2 separate regions of the Drosophila melanogaster genome follow, and region 1 is linked to region 2. Evidence: chromatin contacts called from public targeted proximity ligation data. All regions are on one chromosome and are shown on one strand. The core of a region is the stretch at or near the end of the contact, and the rest is flanking DNA. Distances in the headings are between cores, read along the strand shown.

Region 1 (5,063 bases), core at 1,115-3,614, 550 kb before region 2:
TGTTTTATTGCCCTGGCAACCGAAAAATAAAACACCAGAAACAAAAACAAAAAAGACTTATTGGAGCGGTACACGTAGGGCGTGTTTCCATTGTGATGATGCATTTTTAATTATGAGCCGAAAAATAAGCCATGAAAATGTAAAACACTGTGTTAAAGACGATGCTCTCAAGCATAAAATATTTCTTTCTTAAAAATTCCGTTTGTCTATGGGGCCCGTTGAGCGGAGAGAGAGGGGGAGGGAAAGGGCGGAGCGATGGCGTCATATGCTGTAATCTCCGAATTACGAAACTGGCAAGAGGCAAAGCACACAAATCAAAACCAATTTGTCACAATGCGCGCATTGAAATTATCAACGTTCAATTGCAGAAGGGGAAAGTGAGGGGAGGTGAATGATGGAAATAGGGGGGCAAATGAGCGGCAGAGTGACATTGAAAGCATTGTATAGAAATCCGAAAAGAAGCAAATTATGTTTTGTTTTAGTTTTCATTTTCCTCGTTTTTTAAAGGGGGAAGCGAAACGTCAATCACTTGCTGGCAGCGTGGAAAAAAGTCAACGAGGGAGTGAAATCACGCTTTAGAATCTCTTCAAATTTAAAATCAATTCGAATTCGGAACGGAAAAATACAGTGAAGCTTGCTCAGGGCGAACTTCGAGCAGAATAAAGAAGTTTTATTTAACAGTCTTCAACACGAGAATAAAGGGAAGTTCGTGCTATGGAGTTTGAACTGTTCTCAAAGTTATGCTCCCTCAGCAATGACGTCATATGCGCACATGCATACACACACACACACACACACACACACACACGCTTAAAGGAGCCCGCGCACTCAATTGTCTAATTAGAATTGAATTAGGAACAAGGCAGAGCCATCGGGCAAAAAAGCTGGAAAGGCATTAGGAGAATTAAACCACTTATTGATGGCCGTGGCGTAAAAATCATAATTAATCGAATTTAGAACACCGCTAGCTAAACGATGTGGCTTCTTTGCCGGACTTAAAGCCGGTTTTTGTTTTTCTGTTCTTTTTTTGTCGCTGAGAAAGCAGAAAGCTAGAAGGCCAACCGAATCGCTCAATTTTCAAAAGATTTCTTTCCTCCTTTTTGGCCTTATGTAAATGGGAGAGCGACTGCTGACCGTGTGTGTGTTTTATGCTAATGCTCGAGTGTGTGTGTGTGCTGTCAAGCGGGAGATAACACACAATTCGAAAGGTGAATGAATTTGGTCAGCGATAAGAACAGTTAGCCCAAAAATAGAGTTAAGAGGGACGGGGCCGGAACCACCCTGTATCTGAGCCCGAAAATTCGTTCACCACGAAAAGAACAACAGCCAGACTGGAAAAATTCACAAAGAGTAAAAACAACAGCTAAAAGAGAGAGAGCCGTTGGGAGAGCTCAAAAAACAAGAGAGCGCCACCTTTTCATACACATGCGTTGTCCCGCTCCTACACACACGAAAAAGTAAAAGAAAAGAGAGAACGAGAGAGAGAGAGGGGGCGAAAGAAATGCGCTGGACTATCTAGTCTTTTTTCCCGTCATTTAGGTAGGATTTATGCAAAATTCGGAAGACAGGTCACGCAGTCGTTTGTTTGCCCAAACCAAGGGGTAGCAAATTAAGTAAGTGGCTGGTGCTGAGCTTACTTCTTCGCGGCGCACCACCTCCAACTGCAGCCGCTTGTGGAACTCCTCGCACTCGTCTTTATACTTCTCCATCTCCTCTTTGGTCTGGCGCATCTTCTTCTTCAGCACGTCCAAGAGAGTGCCTTGTGGAATGCTGGTCGTCATTTTTGTGGTTTTTTTTTTCTTCTTGGCTTTAGCACAGAGGTTGTGGGTGTTTCTTTCTTTTTAACTTATGTTGACTGGGCACTTGAGCTCGATTTTTTCTTGACTGAAGAAGCACTCTGCCTTTTCGGACAGCACACCAAATTAAATTTTCAATTTGGAATGGAACACACGCACACACAGACCGAAAGGAAAGAGCTCGGTACGCACACACACTCGCACACAGAGTGAACGAACCACCGGTTTTTTCTTCGATAGCTTCAACTTCAACTGCTTTTACCCTGGCTTGGGATTGAACTTAAAGGGCAGTGTTTGATGGCAAAACTGGCAGGCGAATATGCTACGTTTAAATATTGAATATTGCTATTTGGTGGCAAAAACACAAAAACGCAGAGAGAGGCAACGACGACGCGACTGCGACGAGTACGTAACTGGAAATGAATCCATCGAATCGCCCGTCGAAGCGGCGGTGGTGGTTTGTGCGAGCGGGACAACTGCTGCCGCTGCAGCTACTGCCTTCCAGTCTGTCTGTGCTGCCTCGCCTAAAACGGTGCGCGTGTGTGTGCATGGTGACGCGTGTGTGTGCGACTGGAAAACCTGTTAAAAGCCGCTAAAATTCTGTCCATGTCGACATTGTTGTTGTTTTGGCATTAATTAGTGAAGAAATATTTTGGATTTTTGTCATTTCCAGGCAAGTAATATTATGCAAAAATCGGGCATGTAAAATGGTCAGCGAGGAAGATGAGTAAGGCGATTGGGCAGGTGTGTGCGTGCGTGTGTGCCAACGCAACCTCTCCCCCTCCCACTCGTTCCACTAATTGCTTCCACTACGGCAAACGGAAAACACAAAGCCGGCGCTTTATCACGCTTATCAGCAAACAACGTAAGCGCAACGTAATGAGTAATAGCGTTATGCTAACTGCTTTTCTTTGAACAGCTCAACCACCTGTAGCTATAGCCACACATTATTCCCAACTTCCCGGCGATGGCGTAATTGTTTTGATAATGCAAACAATGAGCGCTCGCCCATTTTTAGCCGGGCGACATTGAAGAGAAATTAAAAGTAAATAATAGTGGAAGGTCGTGCCGAGTATCGGCGTTTAATAATTAATTTGTTGGCCAATTTTGGCAAATCGAGCTTGGCCGCGGCACTGCGGCACTGCACTGTTTTATGCTTTGGCCATAAATGGCCGGGTTTTCCTTTTGGCTTTTCAAACTGTGTTGCCTTTTTCAGCGCACTGAGCAAAATTAAAAAAAAAAAATGAAAAAGCACTAATACCATTTAGCGGTCTTATCGGATGCTCTCTTTCTACCACCCGCACAACAGTAGGCGATATAGAGAGTGATAGAGGGGGAGGGCAACAGGTGGCCGGCGAGTACCGTTAGATATTCCAGCAATTGCGTAACTAATTAAACAATTGCCTGCAAATAAACATATTTGCCCAAATTAATGGAATACTTTTAAGATAGAATGCTTGTCTAAATTTTGTTTGGTAAACTCGTAGTTAAAGTTTTTCTATTTCTAGAAACTCACGCACTATTAAAAACATTCAAACAACATTCATAAGCAAATCGATTCTGCCTAGTGAAAGGTGAGAGAAATAAGTGATTTGAACGATGTGGGTCAAGAAATACCGCAGCTTAATCTTTACCTATGGCGAAAAGAATACACGAGGGCCGAGTAAAGACCCTGGGGCCAGCCAAGGGTTAAGGCACAACAAGAAAATCGCGAAAAGACGAAGACGACGACGTAATCGTTTTGCAATGCGAAAAACGACAGCAACAAATTGGAGCAATTGCTAAAAAAAAACCTAACCAAACTTTGGAGTCCCCTTTTCGCAGCACAACAGCAACGACAACAAGGTGGCTTCTTCGCTTAATTTGAAGAATATATAGATTAGTAAGGAATGTGCAAACAACTCCAAGTCTCTCGACCATTAATTACCCGTTTGAGTTGTGTGTTCATGATGTTGTGCAGCTCGTTGCGGATGATGTTGAACTTCATCATGGTGTCCGAACTGAAGATGGATCTGCCAAAGGCGAGTCCCGGATAATCCGCACAACGTCCCTTGTTCCGTCGAGCCTCCCGCTCCGCCACAATCTCGGCCGCCTCGCTGGTGCATCGCAACTTGGACCATTCCGCCGCTTGGTTGTCATCGTCGTCGGCCAGTGCGATGCCCTCATCGATGGCCCCGGCACTGAGATCGGTGGCCAGGCTGTCGCTGCTTTGCTCCATGGGATTGGATCGTTTGCTGCGTTCCTTCTTGCCTGAAGATTTCTTCTTCCGGTCGGATTTCTCAGATTTGTCCGATTTCTCTGACCTTTCACCCTTCTCCCGCTTCTTTTTCTTGCTCTTGGACGTGGTTGTGCCTGCTGGTGGGGCTGCATCCTCAGCTATTAAAGCTGCTGCCGGATTACTGGCCCCCTCATCTTGCACGCTGCTTTCGTCTGTGGGCGTGGGACTGTTGCTGCCCAGGGAATTGGTCACCGATTCACTGAGGGGCAGGCTTAAAGTGCTTCTGCTGGGTGGCAGCACCTCCTCCGTCTGCTGCTGTGGTTGCTCCTCCTCCGGTTGCGTCTCTCCTCTCAGATTGGACAGGGCGCTCTTTGAGTCGCCACGATAGAGTGCGGCCAGAATCTCCTGGACATTGGGCACATTGGGACGGCGAGTGCCCGAGAATCGCGGATGATGCTGGTGGCCACGACGCTTCAGCGAGGCGGGAACTAGACTGGTATTGCTGGCTGTATGGCTGCCAGTGCCACTGGTGCTGGAGTCATCGTGCTCCATGTCGGAATCGCTCCAGAAATCGCTCACTGGCGAGGAACTCCTGCTACGCCGGAGTGTCTCGAACCTTTCGTACAGCTGGGCTAGATACAGTTCGGCCTCCTCATCGCAGTAGTAGAGCAGGTCGTCCAGCAGGTTCAACTGCTCTTCGATGGAACACCAACGGGATGACAGGCCCGAAGATTCCGATTGCGTCCTCGGATTGCGAGTGCTCCTGGTGCCGGCTCGCTTTCTCTGCTGCCTGCTGGACTTCTCCTTCGCCTTATCACTTTTGAACAATTGTTTCTGCTGCCTCTGTTTCGGTTTGGCAACTGTTTTGCCCGACTGCGGCTGCACTTGTGTTTTTTCTGAAAAGTTAAAATGGGTTTTTCTTCGATTGACTATGTTTAGGGTCGTGTTGACCGTGTTGACCACTGCTTCCAATTGGTATTTTGTGTATATTTACAAACTGTTATGTTGCGTTAATTCCTTAATATTTACAAAATGCAATAATTTACTTT
Region 2 (4,607 bases), core at 311-2,810:
TAAAACCCATGGGGGTTTTATTACAATTACAATTCTGTGACATGCCAAACGAATCCCTCGAACTGGAAACTCTCTGTTCCAACCAGAATTCTTTATTTTTGGTTTTCTTTTCCTGTTTTGGGGTTAAATCTAAATACATACAAATGGCATTATCAAAGTTTAAATAAAATACTACATTTTATAATACATAACTTAAAGGGGATATATTATATTTGATTGGCAATTATAGAAGTTCCTTGTTCTCCTAATATTACAAGTTTATCTGGTTCTTTGTGCAACAAACTCACCTTGTGGCAAAACGCGGCTGCCTCCTTGGCCACGCCTACTCCGTCCGCTGAGTGGGCGTGCGTTGATGGCGAGGTCGCGTAGACGAAGAGCGGTAGCGAGCTAAAGTTCCGTTTGTCCTGAAAGCGGCGGCTGAAGAATAACGGCTTGTGGCATCCCGCTGCAGCGGCTAGTATGTTTGTTGTTGTTGCCGTTTTCGTAACACTAGGTGTGGAAGCTACTGCTGCTGCTTCTTCTTGTCTGCGCGTATTTACTGTTGTTGTTGTTGTTGTTATGGGTGCTGCAGTTGTTGTGTTTGCTGTTGTTGCATTTGCTGGGGTCGCCATTGGCGTATCGCAATTTTCTCGTATTATCGCCGCTTCTTCCTCTTCGCTGCAAGTTGTTGTTGTCTGTGTTTGCGTTTTTGTTGTTGGCATGACTACAACTACAGCTACTATAAATCGAATATAAATATATCGACGGAGGCGTGGGCGGTGGCGGAGCTGTGGGCGTGTCCCTGCAGCTGCTGGCGTCCCTTATTGTTGTTTCTGTTGTTCTTGTTGTTATTACTTAGGACCTTGGCATTATCCTCCTCCATCTTTTTTGCTGTTCAAGAAGTCAGCGAAGTTCAGCGCTTGCCAAAACTGAATGATTAGCACTTGCACATCGTCGCGTTTATCTTGGCTTTCTTCATTATTTCTTGTTTTTCAAGTGCAAAAATATTGTACAAATTCTTGGGCCATACAAAAGTGTGAGTTCTGTGTAAAAATTCACAAAAAAATACGCACGAAGCCGATTGCGGGGGTGGGAGAGAGATGGCGATACACGAACGAGTTCAAAGGGCCGCCAAACTAGGAAAAACACGCCAACAAATCAAACAAAACACTTGCACAACCGCAATTCGATCAATGTCGAAGCAAAACAGCCACTAATATTAAGTATATTACTTAATTAACAAACACTTTTGTTTGAAATATTTTGCAGACAGTTAAAGTTAGAGCTGGAACCAAAATCGATGTTTATGCGATACTATCGATGTATAGGGTAAGAGGGCTGCATTGATTAAATTCAGCTACCGTCGATTGTTTTAACTGTTCATACTATTATAACGGCAGTTTCAGACAGCGGAAGCGCCATTTGGAGTAGTGAGAAAATAAAAAGTTAAATTAAATGAACCAGTTTATTTTGTTAAAAATATTTTCATCCTTATGATAATAAAATCTAAATACTAAAAATCTACTAACGCCTGTTATTCCCAAAAACTATCGATAGCACAACGGAAAATATCGACAAGTATCCTGAATTGGCACGTCGGCCTTGCCAGACCAGCGCTCTGGAGTGAATTTAAATTTTAAAATAACGCCCTGTCAATTCAGTTGTAGAACTCAGTAGCTAGTCGGAAAGTTTTCAAGAACTCGGATTACCAACATCTCAAAATTGCTCAGTAAAAACATTCCGGCAGCCTGCAACACGTTGGGTGTTAACAAATTTACATACAAGTTGCAAGCTTTTGGGCGCACGCACCATCGATAAGAAGGTAGTTCGAATAAAATATAACACCTCCTCGCTGCCGGTAAAACTATTTCTTCTGGCTGTTCCCGAACTAAAGTGAGTATGAAGAGTCTTGCATTGGCAATCAAATTGTAATTAACTGATTCATCCCTCACCTAAAAGGCGTTGCCACCCAATCGATCTGGCCACCCCTAGCGAAAAGGTCATATAGCTGGACTGCTCTGCTGGACTTCCGCTTCACAACACTACCACACGACACAGACACACCATTCCTCTCGCTCGGGCTTACACTTCGGTGTAACGATTGTGCTTCGTTGCGTTCTCAGCTCACTAACGGTCGTCTCTATCGCACAAACGGTCGAAAGGCCCCGCATTGATTGTGAAAAAATAATCGTCGCCGTAGTCTTCGTCGGGTCGCCGTTTTTACTTGCAGTGCGCTGGTGCTGCTTTATTTCGTGACAAGGGACACTCAACCGAAAGAGCCATATTTAAGCATCAAAGTTCTAGAGGCGCAACGCAGCTTTGTGTTTCGTTTTTCGTTCAATTCTAAGCAGGAGGATTATATATTGAATAAAACCCAATTCTGTGCGAAGAACAAAAGAAATACGCGAGACACCAACACCAGCACACAACCAACCAAACACACACACAACCAACCAAACACACACACAACCCAGAAAATCAAATTTCAATCAGAAAATGGCGTTAAAAAGAATCAATAAGGTATGTGAAAAAAGGAATATCTCAAAAAACTTTGCGAAACGGACTAAAAAAAGAAAGAACAGAACCCTTTGCGATACACCAAAATGATAGTCTAAAAAAAAAGCGAACAGACATCAGTTTTCAACGGGAGAAAAATTTTATGCAAGAAATGTGAAACGTAGGTAGTAACCGAGGAGAAGAAAGAAGAAGCGGGGGGAAAGAAGCGTGCAAGAGGGAAGGGAGAAAATGAGCTGTGGAGTTACCATTTAATTAATAAGTTAGTAATTAGGAGCAGATTAGAAATTTTGAGGGTGGTGAAAAAGGTATAAGGATGTGTGTGTGTGGTGGGCAAGGCAACGTGTAGTGCAGTCATCGCTTCCGTTACTTTTGCGAGAGTGTGGGATAAGTGTGTGTGCGATGCGTGTGCGTGAAAGTGCAATGCAAATGTGCATTGTTTGTGTGCGTGTGTGCCGGGCACCTGGATGCATTTACATTAATGCAACTATACGGCGGAGTTTTCGCAGCTCTACGGGCGCTGTTACCCAATACACGCTGTACACGGCACTCGCACACACTCTCAGCCTCGCAACAGTCACACATAAACGCACACACTGCCAGCGCCGCAGAAAGATCCAGCAAAAAATAAAACAGAGCAAAAGCAAGAAGCGTATAAAATTAACCTAACCCTACTTTTTGCGCTGATAATTCAGAAATAGTGCTGCCCCCAAGCATATATATTTATATATGTATTTAGGTAGAGTGGTTCTAGCGTGCGTGCTTCGATAATTATTTTTAAAGTGCCTGCGCGTCGTTTGTCCTTGTCCAGTAAATGCTTTTTTACACCCCAATGTTCAAGGCCCTGACAACCCGATATTTTTTCAAAGTCATCCCAGCCTTCCTCAAAAGCATTAGTAATATCTCGAAGTTGTGGAAATGTTACTTGGCAAATTGGGATCTTTTTTTACGTTTGAAGCCGGTTATCATAGTCATACCCCACACACACACACATTAAAACGCTCGCAAATACAAAGTCTCGCCATCACTTGGCTATGGCCATTGCATGCCATCTCGCTCTGGCCCTGGCGCATTCCCTTTGCCCGCGACAGCTGAGGCCTCATTCGGTCCCGCTCGCGCAATGGGGCAGAGCCAAAGAGAGCGCAAGTGTGTGAGTGCTAGCGGGGCTTAGTGTTGCAAAACACCGTCAGCCAAAAGGGGGCCCCCAAATAATTAGTTATAAATTATAATTAAGCATAATTTACATACAAAATGAGCAGCGAATGCGGAATTTGTTCATATCTATGCGTATGTGTGAGCGTGGTGTGTATTTGTGTTTGAATGTGTGGGGCGGGGGTCTGCTGACTGTCTCGACAAAAGCAGCGCTGCCTGCGTCGGCGTCATGGCCATTGAGTTTTCCTCGTTTTTCGTAGTTTTCTATCCATTATAACATTTTAATGCCTGCCTAAATGAAAACGAAATGGCAAGCGGCAAACCGGAAATAAAAGTATACATTGTAGTAAACTCTTAAAATCACTCACGCCCCCTTTTTGTGGTCAATTCTTCAAAAGCCTTTTTTCTCTAGATGGCCTCATTTGCCAAAAAAGAGAGTTAAAGAGCGAGAGAGAACGGCTTAAACGCCGATCGGAGCTCACTTGAACCGTACACTGAACGAAATGGGCTTTAGAACCAATGCATATGGCATTTAGTCTTACTGAACCAATTCTTAAAGTTCACAATATTAATTATTCGAATAAGAATTAAATAGAAGTTTGTATTGGTAGTGCACCTGGTCTAATATTGATAATATTATCGAATTTTCTTGCTGTGCACAAGTGTGCGTGTTTGTTTTTACTTCATTTGTTCGTCTGATATGAGTCATAACCGCTCCGACTCCCAACGAAAAAAGAAATGTAACAATTTCTTGTAATTTATTTTTGCTCAACAGGTACAATTCCCAAAATGAGTAAGTGAGATGGGGCAAAGAAACACGGTGTTTTTCGCGACGGCTATTTTTGTTGTGCTCCACTCTGATTTTGTGGTGCCGTTACAAACACACGCATACACTGAAGCTCAGTCTTCTCACTCTCCTTCATTCTTCCTCCTCCTGCTGCTCCTCCTCTTACTTCTCCACT

The links.
Region 1: a targeted proximity ligation map of the Kc167 cell line shows a contact between it and region 2, with 2.1 times the contacts expected there. A contact is called at or near these places in 7 of 107 Hi-C or Micro-C datasets (the D17-c3 cell line, the Kc167 cell line, the S2 cell line and 2 more) and 1 of 7 datasets of targeted methods (the Kc167 cell line).

The regions. Positions count from the first base shown.
Region 1 is chr3R:15,288,100-15,293,162 of dm6, reverse strand. CG45218 reads left to right here and starts at 2,364. Exons shown (of 2, transcript NM_001300407.1): 1 at 2,364-2,661; 2 at 2,716-2,854. The coding sequence starts at 2,520. The coding sequence ends at 2,828. The region is part of intron 3 of Tm1 (Tropomyosin 1); the gene reads right to left.
Region 2 is chr3R:14,738,272-14,742,878 of dm6, reverse strand. eff (effete) reads left to right here and starts at 1,560. Exons shown (of 6, transcript NM_169601.2): 1 at 1,560-1,872; 2 at 1,939-2,499. The coding sequence starts at 2,476. jvl (javelin-like) reads right to left here and starts at 1,297. Exons shown (of 6, transcript NM_142132.4): 1 at 288-1,297. The coding sequence starts at 701.